Regions from separate parts of the Anas platyrhynchos genome. Here region 2 is linked to region 1. A link is a contact called in public Hi-C data. All regions are on one chromosome and are shown on one strand. The core of a region is the stretch at or near the end of the contact, and the rest is flanking DNA. Distances in the headings are between cores, read along the strand shown.

What was found. A called contact is a pair of places that touch in the nucleus more often than the background predicts.
Region 2: a Hi-C map of liver shows a contact between it and region 1, with 3 times the contacts expected there. The contact joins the enhancer-like site here to the promoter of NUDCD1 in region 1. A contact is called at or near these places in 3 of 8 Hi-C or Micro-C datasets (liver, skeletal muscle and subcutaneous adipose tissue).

The regions. Positions count from the first base shown.
Region 1 is chr2:18,285,558-18,292,973 of IASCAAS_PekinDuck_T2T, reverse strand. It overlaps NUDCD1 (NudC domain containing 1), which reads right to left and starts at 3,846. Exons shown (of 10, transcript XM_038174574.2): 1 at 3,663-3,846. The coding sequence starts at 3,780. It overlaps ENY2 (ENY2 transcription and export complex 2 subunit), which reads left to right and starts at 3,854. Exons shown (of 5, transcript XM_027452611.3): 1 at 3,854-3,982; 2 at 4,331-4,412; 3 at 6,294-6,364. The coding sequence starts at 4,345.
Region 2 is chr2:18,420,955-18,427,653 of IASCAAS_PekinDuck_T2T, reverse strand. No RefSeq gene overlaps it. Among named protein-coding and RNA genes, the nearest start is that of TMEM74, 28 kb to the left of the region's middle. Within about 2 kb of position 5,188, at least 1 of the 8 cell types and tissues checked has an H3K27ac peak or open chromatin away from gene starts, as enhancers often do.

The DNA.
Region 1 (7,416 bases), core at 2,597-5,096:
CTGTGTGACTCATTCCTAGCTGAAACATATTACCAGGGTGAGGTGAGAAAAGACAACAGGCAGTGAAAGTTGAGATGAACTAGACAGAAGGGGTGGTCAGTAAGAAAGACGAAGAACACACTCATCAAAGTATTTAAAAGGAAATGTCTTGTAACGGAATTTCACCATTCTTTTCCACTGTGAGCATATATTTAAGAAATTCACAAATAAATTTCGCTTTCCCATTAGATCCAATGAATAAACCAAGGTTTTACATTTCTTTCAGCTTCAGCTGCACATCTGACCAGCAAATTCATGGCAACCAGAGCCTGACAGTATTCACTGCTAGTCTACCTGCAACTCAGTTTGACATGCTGGTCAGATACTGAAAATTGCCATAGCCACGAGCACAACACTATAAGGTGCCCAGCAACACCACACGCTGCTGGCCACCTGCTCCACGAGTACAAATCTGCATTGACTCCATGCAACAATTTTTTTTCTCATTTGATTGTAAAGGTGGCAGTTAAATTCATAAGACGGATCAACTTAAAAACAGCAAATGTGACATTCTTTTTATGAGCAAAGAAATAAAAAAATACTTCTTTTAATGAGCAAAGAAGGTAATGGTTAATGCTCAAGTTTGTCATAAGACTGCACATAGGTCAGCTACAGAAAGGGTAATTCAGTTCTGCTTAAGAACAAGACCTACTTATTGTCACATATTCCAACTAGCTCCAAAACCTACATGCTCATCTCACTGCCATGAAATTTGGGATGCCACAGAGGCAGTAGTCCAAATCCCTGGTCATTTGAGGCAAGCTGAAGCACTTTCCTGGAAAACAAAGACAAAATTCAGCATCCATTTTCCATTAATCTTCCAGATTCTGCCATCACATCTCTGCGCACAATTGTAAATAAAATCACAAATTAGTCATGCTGACAGCATTCTTATTTATTTGACATTTTCTTCAGCTATTATATTTTATTATTCACTCCCAATTCAAGGAAATAAAAGCAAACTTCCTGTCCCTGTCATATAATGTCAATTTGCGTGTTAATTGATTCGTGAAGTGATTCGAAAAAGCCAGGGCCTACAGGCCATACCTGGTCTTTACAACTCACCCCATTACTTCTGCCCAACATGCAAGCCCAGCTGTGGGAAGATGCCCTCAGTATAACACAAATGGAGACCACAGAGAGCAGGAAATACAGAGTCCAGGTACAGACCATCTCTGTAGTATAAGGAAACTGCCTTGAAGTAAGCAGAAAAAAAAAAAAAAAAGGGAGAAAGAGCCAGCTGCATGGCCCAACGACAGGCTGAAAGAGACAAACAGAACATCTAGAAGACGCATATAGAGCCTAGATTGGTTTAGATTTCAGATTACTAATTAAAAGGTGGAAAAGAAAAAAAACAAAAAAAGAAAATGGGTTTCTATTCTCCAGTAGACTGATAGCTGTATACACACACAAACACACCAGAATGCAGTATTAATGATTAATGACAGCAATTTAGTATTAATGATTTAGTAGGACAGCCACATAAGTTGGACTGAAAATAAGTCAGGGTCCTTGTGCTGTGGGAAGCAGATAAAGAAAAGAACACATCGACTTCTATCACACAGGTTACTGCAACTGTTATGGAAAACATCTCAATGGAGAGATCCATTAGGATCTCTCATCAGTTAAATAATCAAATTCTGTAATCCTCATCTGTTTAGAATAGGTATGCAGTAAACTTATCTGAGAACCACACAGCTTGTTTGACATTTTACATACAGAACATCATAGTAAGGATAAAACTATATATCCTCGTAAGGGGGTGTTGAGAGGCAGGAGACCTTTTTTCCATTAACACCAGTGACAGGACCCACGGGAACGGGGTTAAGCTGAGGCAGGGGAAATTTAGGCTTGACATCAGGAGGGGGTTCTTCACAGAGAGGGTGGTTGCACACTGGAACAGGCTCCCCAGGGAAGTGGTCACTGCACCGAGCCTGACTGAATTTAAGAAGAGATTGGACTGTGCACTTAGTCACATGGTCTGAACTTTTGGGTAGACCTGTGCGGTGTCAAGAGTTGGACTTGATGATCCTTAAGGGTCCCTTCCAACTCAGGATATTCTATGATTCTATGATTCTATATATATGTATATAATTAAAATGGACAACTTAATTTCTACATGAAACACCTCACTTGTTCAAAAAGAACATTCATATTTTAGCAAGACAGTCCAAAAATATCTTAAAAACCAGCTTTGCAAAACTTTAATCTCAAAACCAAGACACAGAACTAAGAAGCTGTACTTATACTACATGAGTTGTTGCTACTTCTGACAGAGCTGTAAGATGCTCCTAACACACACAATTTTACATTTGAATGGTATTTTAAAAGGCAGCACCTACACCTTAGAGTAAAGTCTTAGAGTGGAAATGTTAAACTACATAACAAAAATGGCACTGTCATTAGGTTTTTCAGTCCTATCATAGGTCTACATATAGTACTGTCTAACTTTCATTCACTCATCCTTTGATACACAATTCACACACAACACATCTTTTGCCCCGGTATTAAAATAAAGTACTTAACACAAAGGTAAAAGCAATTCTTAATGGATAACTCGGAAGACTGGTGTATTGCCTGGTACATGTATAGACAAGGTCAGCTTGCCCAAATAGTACATTACTGTCTGGTCTTTACAAAAAAGAAAGGAAAGAAAAAGAAGAAAAGTAGATACTTCATGTACCTTACAACAGACTCAGATTTCACCCATCAATAAAGCTAGAATGCTGAGCAATTTCAGGGGAGCATGGGTATGTATGTGGGCCCATACCCCATATGGCTCAGCAAATTGAGGACTGAGATAATTGACCCACTGGCAGAGCAGCTCCTTAAATGCTGATATTGCTTAGTAGAAGAAACAGAGCATGGAGTGAAGAGCCTGACCATCCACCTGTGAACAACAAGCAAAGAAAAATGGCAGTTTGCAGAAAACTGTGTAAGACTACACTAACTGAATCACAGAATGTTAGGGGTTGGAAGAGACCTCAAAAGATCACCTAGTCCAATCCCCCTGCTGCAGCAGGAGCATGTAGATCAGCTCACACAAGAACGCGTGCAGGGGGGTTTTGAATGTCTCCAGAGAAAGAGACTCCACAGCCCCCCTGCGCAGCCTGCTCCAGTGCTCTGTCACCCTCACTGTGAGAAGTTTCTTCTCACATTTAAGTGGAACCTCCTATGGTCCAGCGTGCACCCATTGCCCCTTGTCCTATCATTGGATGTCACTGAGAAGAGCCAGGCTCTGCTCTCCTAACGCTCACCCTCCACGCGTTATAAACGTTAATAAGGCCTCCCCTCGGTCTCTTCTTCCCCAGGCTGAACAGACCCAGCTCCCTCAGACTCTCCTCATAAGGGAGATGCTCCACTCCCTTCATCCCCCCCCGTGGCTCTGCGCTGGGCTCTCCAGCACCTCCCCGTCCTTCTTGAGCCACAACACCCCAGATCCCTCCGACCCACCCCCAGCCCCGGCCTTCCCCACAGCCCCCAGCGGGTCCGGGCGGCTCCGTGTCCGCCAAGCGAGCGGGACGGGTCCCGCCGCCATGCCGCGGCCCTGTCAGAGCGCGGAGGGGAGGGCCGGGCAGGCCAGAGGAGGGCAGTGGCCGCCCGCCTGCAGCGCCGCCGCTCACCGTCGGCCAGCCCGAGGCGGTAGCAGGCCAGCGGCTCCAGGGACAGCTTGTAGCCCTCGAAGCGGGGCTCCAGCAGCAGCCGCTTGGCGCGCAGCGAGCAGCTGGTGGCGGCCGCCATGTCGGGGCTGCGCGGGGCCCCTCAGCACCGCCCGCCAGCAGCGCCGCCGCCGCGGGGCACGCTGGGAGTTGTAGTTCCGCCCCGAAGGCTGCTGCCGGGAGGAGCCCTCAGCCCTGGAGCACGCCGGGAGCTGTGGGCGCCCAGCTCGACGTGGCCGCGCTAACTACATTTCCCAGCGGGCCCTGCGAGGAGGGAGCGGGTGGTGAGCGCCCGGCCCGCTCGGTTCGGTCCGGCTGTGGGGGGGGCGGGGTAGGGGCTGAGGCGGCCGGGGCGCTGAGGGGGGGGGGGGCTGCGGGTGAGCGGTGGCAGGGGGCGGGCGTGGAGCCCCAAAATGGCCTGGGGGGAAGGGACCCGAGCCCTGACTCCAGCCCTGCTGTGGGCAGGGACACCTCCTGCCCGCCCAGGGTGCCCGCAGCCCCATCCATGAGGGGCACCTCAGGGATGGGGCAGCCACGGCTCCTCTGGGCAGCCCCCGCCCGTGTCCCCCCCGTTGCGTTCTCGCAGCCCCGTCGGTGTCGGTAGCCTCGTAATTTTCTGCTTCCCCGCCTAGGTCAGCTTTGCACCATGAATAAGGACGCCCAGATGAGAGCCACCATTAACCAGAAGCTGATCGAAACGGGGGAGCGGGAGCGGTAAGTGGGCAGTGGGCGTTGGGCGCTGCCGCCAGACGGGAGCGGTGCCTTGGTCAGAACACCACGAAAACACCGAAATTTTAAATGGCTGAATAAAAATATTATCATCTGAACGCTTCTCTGATTTTACCCTTTGAATAAAGGATGGGGTGGTTGGCCTGAGAACTCCAAAGCTTCTTTGTCTGGCAGGTTGTGTTGGGGAGCTCCTGGCTTACGCACAACTTGTTAAAATACAAGTTTTTGCAGTTAAATCTTATTATTTCATGATATGAGGCAACCCTTGCTTTTCTGCTTTTGAAGTTTTCTTCTGTGTTCCTATGTGTTCTTTTGCCGGGGAAAGAAATATATAGTAGAATAAAACAGCACCCATAGAAGTCATGGTAGAGAGCCCAATAAAGGCCAACAAGTAAACTACGTGGTGTATTGTGGCAGCTGGTTTTCAGCCTTTTGTTGTCTTTTCACTGTTTTGTTTCCATTATATTCATGCAACATCAGCATGCTTTTAATGTTCCACGCCTCACTTCAGTGTAGGTGTAACCATACCCAAAAAGCTCAGTTTTCTTCATTGTCTAGGCCTGTATAAGGAGCCTTCTTCCTAGGTCATTACACAGCCAGGTACCTACCGTAACTTCATGCAGACTGACAAGGTGCCTGTGCTCTCCTTCCCACCTAGCTGTGACCAGCCCCTTTCTTGATATGGTGCTGGGACCAATTTTATTCTAGGGATAGAGTAATCAGAGTTTTGACAGAATGTCAAAAGTTGTATTGTCAACAAATTTGACAGGAGACCAAGCACTCAGATTTCTTGACTTTAAGAAATACCCAGTAGTAGTGAATTTGACGTACATTGTTGTTTTGCTTTTTCTTAGCAGTTTGTCTTCCCTCTATACAATTAATGGAGTAAAAAGGATTAGAACTACCAAGTTCAGCTTCTTGCTGCAGTCCAGTTACTCAGAAAAAAAGAATTTTGCTAAGGTAGTTCAGGGTGGTACAAGATAAGTCAGCTTATTTCATCTAGTTGATGAAATAAAAGGTGAAGATACTGCTTTAATTTTCTCTTCTTCTGTTTTTCAGTAATAACTTTTTAGTTTAGTTTCCCTTCAGTATTCTCTTTCAATACACATAGTAAATGTATCATTGTTTCTTACTCACATAGTTTCTAGTCACACTTAGGAAGCAATACAGTGTTTGTTTTAGTTTAATTGATTAAAATTAAGTAGAAAAGATTCCTTATATATAACAAAGTAGATTTCTGTTGTTTAATTGGTAAGGTTTCTCAGTTCCAATTTGAATTTGAAACACCAAAACACTTTTCAAATAAATTTTAAAATAAATAAATAAATAAAAACTTCTGCAATTGCATTATATACGTGGAGATTTCTTTAATTCTTACTATGCTACTACAAGATGTAAGATTCCTTTCCCTTATTCTTCACCCAAAACAAAGTAAAGCATAACTGGGGAGACAGCTGAAGACAAAAGTAGCACCAAATTCTTGTTTCAGAAAGGATGGGAGACGGCTTTATGTTGAAAGTCTTGTTTAAACTAAATATTCCAGCTTTGAATGTTGGCATACATTTGCAACAGAGTAGTCTCAGGTAGTTCACGTGATTCTACATCTTTTCTGTGGCTGCAGCATCAATGCTACCTTAAGAAAGATTGAGTTAGCTTCTGAACCAACTCCTTCTCATAGTCCAAACGTTGTACACTGAAACTGATACTCATTCAGGATGGGATTCACATGCTATTCAGCCATTTCTGCTGCTGGTCTGGAAATTCTACTATGAGTAGTAACCATGGGCTTACTTTTCATGCTGAAGCATATTTGAGCTTGCTGGGAATGTGTGCTGTTCCTAATAATTTTGTTTATTGTCTTAATAGCCTTAAAGATTTGCTGAGAGCCAAGTTAATTGAATGTGGCTGGAAGGATCAGTTGAAGGCACATTGCAAAGGTAATTGGTGGTCAAATAAATAATCCTTTGTAGTCAACTGAGGTTGTGGTCAAATAAAGGTCCCATGTGAAAACTTTTACTGTCTAACAGTCAATTTAAATTGTATTTAGGGAAGCAAAAATATCCCTGGCAGTTGTTTTCATGTGCAAGAAAGCATCTTGCCATCTTCGCCAAAAAAAATCTTGAAGCTTTTCTCTGATCTGAAACTCAATAAGTGCCTGAGAAAAAAATTGAAATCAGTTCCCTAAATATTCATGACCATACAGCTTCTTGTTTTGAGAAAGATGAATTCTTACACAACTTAAAAATATAAAAATAATTGTGTCATTTGCATACAGGAGAGAAAAATATGCATTTTTACTGCTTTTGAATACAATTCATGAAAATAAGATCATCTCTCTAATTGAGAGAAAACAAGCTGATGAACCTCTGCATACCCACAATTTCAGCGTTAAATCAACTATAATTACTAAAGTTTACTGACTTCTATGAAACTGTTATTTTATAAATAGTATTTCAGCCTCCAGAAGTATTACTACATGGTCAAATTTGCTTAGCATAAATAACATATCCTTTGAGCTTTCACTTTTATTCTGATTTGGTCTATCAGCCGAAATTTTTATGGGGCTGTGTATGACAAATTGTTTTCATAGGTGCATTTGCAGAGAATGCTGATGCCAGTGCTACGGATTACCCATTTCAATAGTACGGGTAATAAAGGGAAAGTATATATGCCTTTTCAACTATACGTTTTGTAATCTGCTGTAGTAAAGTTATTTGGAATTACTGAATTTATGTTTGTATTTTGAACTGTAACTGCAGCTGCTGAGAAGGCAAATATAAGTTCAGTTGTCCTTACTAAGGGCATAATAACCTCCAGTAGAAAACAGAGGGGTTTTGCTTGTTTGTTTGTTTGGTTGGTTTTGGTATCTTGATCTATATCATGGAATGGTTTGGGTTGCAAGGGACCTTAAGGCCCATCCAGTTCTAACCCCCCTGCTATGGGCAGGGACACATCCCACCAGACCAGGTTGTTCAAAGTCTCATCCAGC
Region 2 (6,699 bases), core at 3,939-6,438, 130 kb before region 1:
TTTATTTGCAAGCCACCAAGCTTTTTGCTTCTGATGCTGAACCATAATTCTTATATTTTTCCAAGGCGCTTAGTTAGTTTCTGATTTTTTTCCTGTTATTTTGCTATATGATTTTGAAAGCTTATTAAACCTCATCTTCTTACTCATATGTTGACATGTTCTACTATTTTTCCAAAAACATTTTTACCCATGTTTCCTACCTGCAGAATTTCTGTGGAATTGGAGCAGTGCTCAGTCTCTGGGCCCATCACACTCTCTAACCCAGCACTCAGCCCACCCTCAGGACCACAGTGGTCAGCAATCAGAACTGTTCCTGGCTGACAGCTGAAAGGTCCTAGGGCTTCCAAAGGACAACTCATCCCTGCGGCTACTCTAGAAAGGGAAATTTGTTCCCCTCAAAAGATGTCATGCTAGCCTTCCAAGAGACAGAGCAAGCTGTAAAACAGCACTCCTGTCCTTTCCAGAACATCTTTTGTGTTGGTTCATACAGCTGTAAATGTCCCTGTGGCCTGTATGTTCCACACACTTCTTTTAGCCTCTCACTTAGCCTCAGGGACCCTGCCACAGCTACATTCTGATAGCACACAGCATCTTCCCATTGTCTGTCTGCTCACAGGCTCACAGTTAAGCTTAATTGTACAGGTGCACGGCACATGAAGATGAAGGTGTTGCTTGGGTAGCTGGTTAGCATCCAGCTAGTGTCAACTAAAAATAGTGCTCAGGGCTTGGCAGCAAGGCTTCTGCACAAGTTACATAAGTCTTCTGGGGAGGGACACCCCAAGCTTTGCCAAACGAGTTCTTTAAGCTCCTGCTGAACTGCGGGAACACACTTGGATCCCACCAGGCACAGACTGGTGAGGCTTGCTGAAGATGAGAAGGCTTAAATGTGACCTTCTTTTTAATCAACTGCTTATGTTCTTTGCTGGACTGGAGCCTCAGGCTTTGGTGTCTCCAGCAGCAAGCTTTTAATCTTTTGTTTTGGCATCTGATTTAGGCCATTCTCTGGTGTTGTTTAACTGATAGACATGGAAACGTTGTCATCTAGGAAAATACCGTACACTTTTCTCTCCTCTATTTAGGTTTAGCTTCCTTATGCTGACAATGAGGGTGTAAAATATGTTGACAGTTACCATTACTCTAAAATCAACAATGCATCCTTGGTCACATCACTGCGATACTTGTTTATCTAAAATGTCACTCTGTGCGGCATATGCTTTAAATCTGTCTGAAACACGTATGAACATTAGCTGAGCTTCTCCTCAGCCTTCCAGTTGAGTGGGCAGCCATCCCATCCACTGTTTTCTCTTTGTTAAAATTACATTGCTATTATTTCTATTATTTTTTCTATTGCAATGAAAGCATCCAATTAGATGTTTGCTTTTCGGTCTGAGGGCAGCCTGGAAACAAATAGATGAGACTAATGGAATCTTAATGGCCAGTAAAAATGAACCTTTTATTGTGATATTTTAAAGCACTTAATGGGTTTTCTCGCTTCCGTGGCTGTCTGAGTGCAGAGCACAGGCACAGGGCTCTAGCACGTCTAGCGAATTCGTTTCTTGCTGACACCTTTTTCTGCTTCAATATGTATATTGCAGGTATCTTTAGCCAGATATAAGTGGGTAAGGAAATAAATAGACATGCATTTAGTGCAGATATTTAAACTCTGAAGAGTTCTTATTTCAGTTTGAGTGACTAATAGAAACCAAGACTATTATTGCCACTTGTCTATGTTAATGCTGAAGATGAGTAGGCAGGATTTGGCACATGCTCACTGTCTACCCGAAAAGAAATACATGTGACATTTAGATGTTGACAGCTTAAAAAAATAGCCCAGAGTAGCCAAAAATTATAGTATGACTTCAGTAATTTAATTTATAAGCCGACTTGTCTAATGCCAAGCTACAGTGGCAAAGCACTTAACTGAAGTAAGACAGATGGTCACTGAATCAACATTTCTGTGGGGAGTGATGCTTTTATCCATTTTTTTTTTCTGTTCTCTGAACAGTATTATAATGGTATTGATCCGAGCATTGGATTTTGTATCAATTTACGTCACCTGATATCTTATGATCAGGATAAGAGCAAACATAATCTTTCTCTAAGAAAGATGCAATTTTAATAAGCCTTCTGGAGGAACGAGCTGTGGCAATTTTCATGGAAAAATAGAGGTCAACGCTCTGTTTACATACATATTTACATCCTTTAAAAGCATTCTTCTGCATACACATTTCTGTTACATTACCTTTGAAAACATTTTGTTCCTTGCTGCTTAGGAAGAGGTCAGAGATTCATAATGCAGAACCTCCTGTTCTGAGCATCACTGCACCAGACAGCACTAAATAGTTTGCTGTTAGCCCTGTTTTATTTTTTATATATATATACAATTTTTTTCCACTTTAGAGGTTAGAGGGTTTTTCTTTATCACAATGAAATGTTCAGATTTTGATGAATGAGCAATTTCTATGAAGAAAAATATTCCAGCTGTGTTGTTGTGACCAGTTTACTGATCAGGTAAGTGTCAGACTCTGCCTTTTCCTGCTCTGGTACTCAGGGGTAGAAAAGAACAACCAATTCGCCTACACATCAAATATCTAGGCAATACCTTGTGTAAAACAGGAGCTCTGGGTGCATGCTGCAGCTGGTGGGAGTGTGCCTGCACAGGCACTCCTCTGCAAGACAAAATCATGTTCATGGTCTGTAAAAGATGACCAGGCTGCAGCACACAGTGATATATATTATGCAGTGGACTTGTCCCCAGTATTTACCTTCTTTTTCCCCTCCACCACAGGTGTGACTAGTTCCCAACGTAGAACATGATGGTCAGCCATCAGTCCAGGCAGCGAGCTTCAGTGACATTGGTTTTCTCGCTCTAGTTTCATTCTCTCGTGCAATAGACACAACATTCTACATTTTGATTTGTTTTACTTGTTGTTTTTGTTTGTTTGTTTTTGTTTTGTTTTATTTTGTTTCTTTGTTTTTGTTTTTGTTTTTGTTTTTGATGTGTGTGTATGTGTGTGTTTTTGTGTGAATGTTTTTTGGCCACAAAGGGGAGGAAGAGGATGTCAGCATGGAGAAACCTCCATGAACTCTCACCACTGCAGCACTGCAACTCATCCCCAGGGCTTCATCTGGTCAGAGGGGGAGCAGGACATAGGCACTATGTAGCACTGCAATAATTTTATGTCCAAACCACTGTGTGCTGAACTACTTCTGTTAGTATAATACCATTTCATGAAGCAAAAACAAAACAAGACATACAACAATTAAATTTTCTCAAGATTAAGCACCTATTCCTTCACTCTGGCTTTTTTAGTAGAATTATCAAAACTACTGCAGAATACAGGTCTTGTACTTTGAAGATATCCAACCACTTAAACCCACTCCACTGAATACTAGGTTTCAGGAAAGGTAGGAGAGTTTTCAGCTTGGCTCTTATAGCCCCCTGAAGGTAGAGGTTTACATGCACCATTTGTAACATACTGTTTCAGATGCTAAAAGTTTAGATGGGGTGATTTGACAGCTACATGGAAGAGAAATCCATTGAGATTTCCTAAATGCACAGGAACCACATGACTTATGAAATTCATGAGCTGGAGCCCTAAGACATAACATGTATATGTCCTGTTCTTGTGCTTTTTGCTAGATGTCAGTTTTTGGCTTCAGACCGATCCAGCATGTTTTTACATAGAGAACTTTCTGGAGACCCAGTCTGAGGCAGAGGAAGGACTTTTGCCAGGAGCATGAAACATCATGTACATGCATACTAAGGGACTGAGGGGTGAGCAACAGCTTTCAAGTGCCTTGTCTGGTTTTGTCCCAGAGTCTGGAAGCTGTTGTCACCCGCAGTGATGGTGATGGTGAGGTGTCCAGCATGGCCCACCCTGGGAATTCGTGCTCTAATCTAAACCCAGCATCAGCCTGCTGAAACAAAAGAGTTTTCCTCACTCCCATATCAAGGTATTTACATGGAAAACAAAAATTTCTCTGTGAGGTAAGTTTCATCTGGATTAATAGATTTTACTTGTGTCACATAACAAGCTATTGAAAGCCACTCACTGGTAGTGCTGGTGGTAACTGGGGTGTTAGAGTGATGAGGTGGTGCAAGATCTCATACACAACAGACTGTGTCTCTGCTGTAAACAAAATTTCCTGAATTAAACCTTAAGGAAAACAATGAGTTAAAAATGACTGTTTCTGTAGAAAGAGCATTTGCTGTAGAAACAATCTCAGATGAATGCATAATCAATGAAATGGTAACAAAGATGGTCTTCTATTAACACCTCAGCTTTTGCTTCTTGACTTTGATATGCAAAGGAGATGTTGAAAATGATTGAACTCATCAATTATTATTCTGAATCAATATAAATGAAGAATTAGATTCAAAAAGAAAATCCATTGTTTTTCAGTCTAACCATTGACATCTCTGGATGAGAAAGGTCCTGCCAACCAGTGGTACACAGGAGGAGCAGAGCTAGGCGGAACTCACTGCGGTTTCTCAGCAACTATGAACAGTCAGAGCTGAGCAGTACTGCTGGGGTTATTAAAACATGATATCCCAATGGTATACACCAAGTTGAAGTGATGTACATTAGCACTTAAGCACCCTCATCCATTACTCCAGTACAGGTAGGGCCCCCATTGACCCCATAACCTCACCAGACTTGGCTATCACTGCCACTGGCCCACAGCCTCTCTCCCTGCATGATGGTAGCAGCAGCAGCCAGAATACAACTCCAGTTTGTCAGTCCTGAAGCCCCCATAGATAAGCATCCCTGCCCTTGCAACAGCTTTTAGTACACAATTAGAGAAACCTACATTTCAGGAGTTCAGATCCCAGGTTACCATAGATATTGTTCTCTTCCAGCCCTGAATAGACACTGTGATCTAAATTTAACTCATGCTTGTGAAGCTAACAGAAGTATTCTGGATTTGAGTAGAGCCACTGCAGGACTTTACCCAAAGAGAAACTCTGCACCTCTACTATCTACAGAGCTGGGACTAGGGCAACTCAGTCCTGCTCTTCCCTCTTTCCTGAAGGATTATTTAGGGTAGAGTCAGCTCCAGACTGGAGACTGCAACTCCAGATCTCCGGATGTAAGTGTCTGCCTGTGCGCCACAGCTGCTCCCATTGCCCAGGCATTGATGTCTGCTGCCAGCTGATGCCCTGGAATGCCAAAGCCCTCAGCACGGGGCAGGCAGGGTGTTGATGCAGGACCTACAGAAAGCCCTGTGCTCCTCTGAAGTAGCAGTTGGGTACCCCAGGAGGTCCTAAGCAGCACTAGGAACCTGTGCATATCATAGAATCACAGAATTGTCTGGGTTGGAAGAGACCTCAAGATCATCGAGTCCAACCTCTGACCTAACACTAACAGTCCCCACTAAACCATATCCCTAAGCTCTACATCTAAACGTCTTTTAAAGACCTCCAGGGATGGTGACTCCATTTCCCTGGGCAGCCCATTCCAATGTCTAACGACCCTCTCAGTAAAGAAGTTCTTCCTAATATCCAACCTAAAACACCCCTGGTGCAACTTAAGCCCATTCCCCCTCGTCCTGTCACCAGGCACATGGGAGAACAGGCCAACCCCCACCTCTTTACAGACTCTTTTAATGTACTTATAAAGAGCCCTTGAGCCTCCTTTTCTGCAGGCCAGAAAAAAACAAACCCAGCTCATTAGACTTGTTCTCCAGGCCCCTCACCAGCTTCGTTGCCCTTCTCTGAACCCGCTCAAGCACCTCGATGTCCTTCTTGTAGCGAGGGGCCCAAAACTGAACACAGGACTCGAGGTGCAGCCTCACCAGAGCCAGGGGGACGATCACTTCCCTAGCCCTGCTGGCCACACTGCTTCTTATACAAGCCAGGATGCTGTTGGCCTTCTTGGCCACCTGAGCACACTGCTGGCTCATATTCAGCCCACTATCAACCATCACTCCCAGGTCTTTGTCCGCTAGGCAGCTTTCCAACCACTCATCTCCCAGCCTGTAGCTCTGCTTGGGGTTATTGCGCCCCAGGTGCAGGACCCGGCACTTGGCCTTGTTGAACCTCATGCAGTTGACCTCAGCCCATCGGTGAAGCCTATCCAGATCCTCCTGCAGAGCCTTCCTACCCTTGAGCAGATCGACACATGCACCTAATTTGGTGTCATCTGCGAACTTACTGAGGGTGCACTCAATGCCCTCGTCCAGATCATCGATGAAGATATTAAAGAGGACTCGCCCCAGTACCGAGCCCTGGGGAACACCATTAGTGACTGGCCTCCAACTGGACTTGACTCCATTCACCACGACTCTTTGGGCCCTGCTATCCAGCCAGTTTTTAACCCAATGAAGCGTACACCAGTCTAAGCCACGAGCAGACAGTTTCTTGAGGAGAATGTTGTGGGAAACGGTGTCAAAAGCCTTGCTGAAGTCAAGGCAGACCACATCCACAGCCTTTCGCTTGTCCACCAAGTGCATTACTTCATCATAGAAAGAGATCAGGTTCGTCAAGCAGGACCTGCCTTTCATAAACCCATGCTGACTGGGCCTGATCATCTGGTTGCCCTGTAAGTGCCACATGATGACTCTCAAGATAATCTGCTCCATGAGTTTCCCTGGCACTGAGGTCAAACTGACAGGCCTGTAGTTCCCCGGGTCTGCCCTCTGGCCCTTCTTGTAGATGGACGTCATGTTTGCTAGCCGCCAGTTGATTGGGACCTC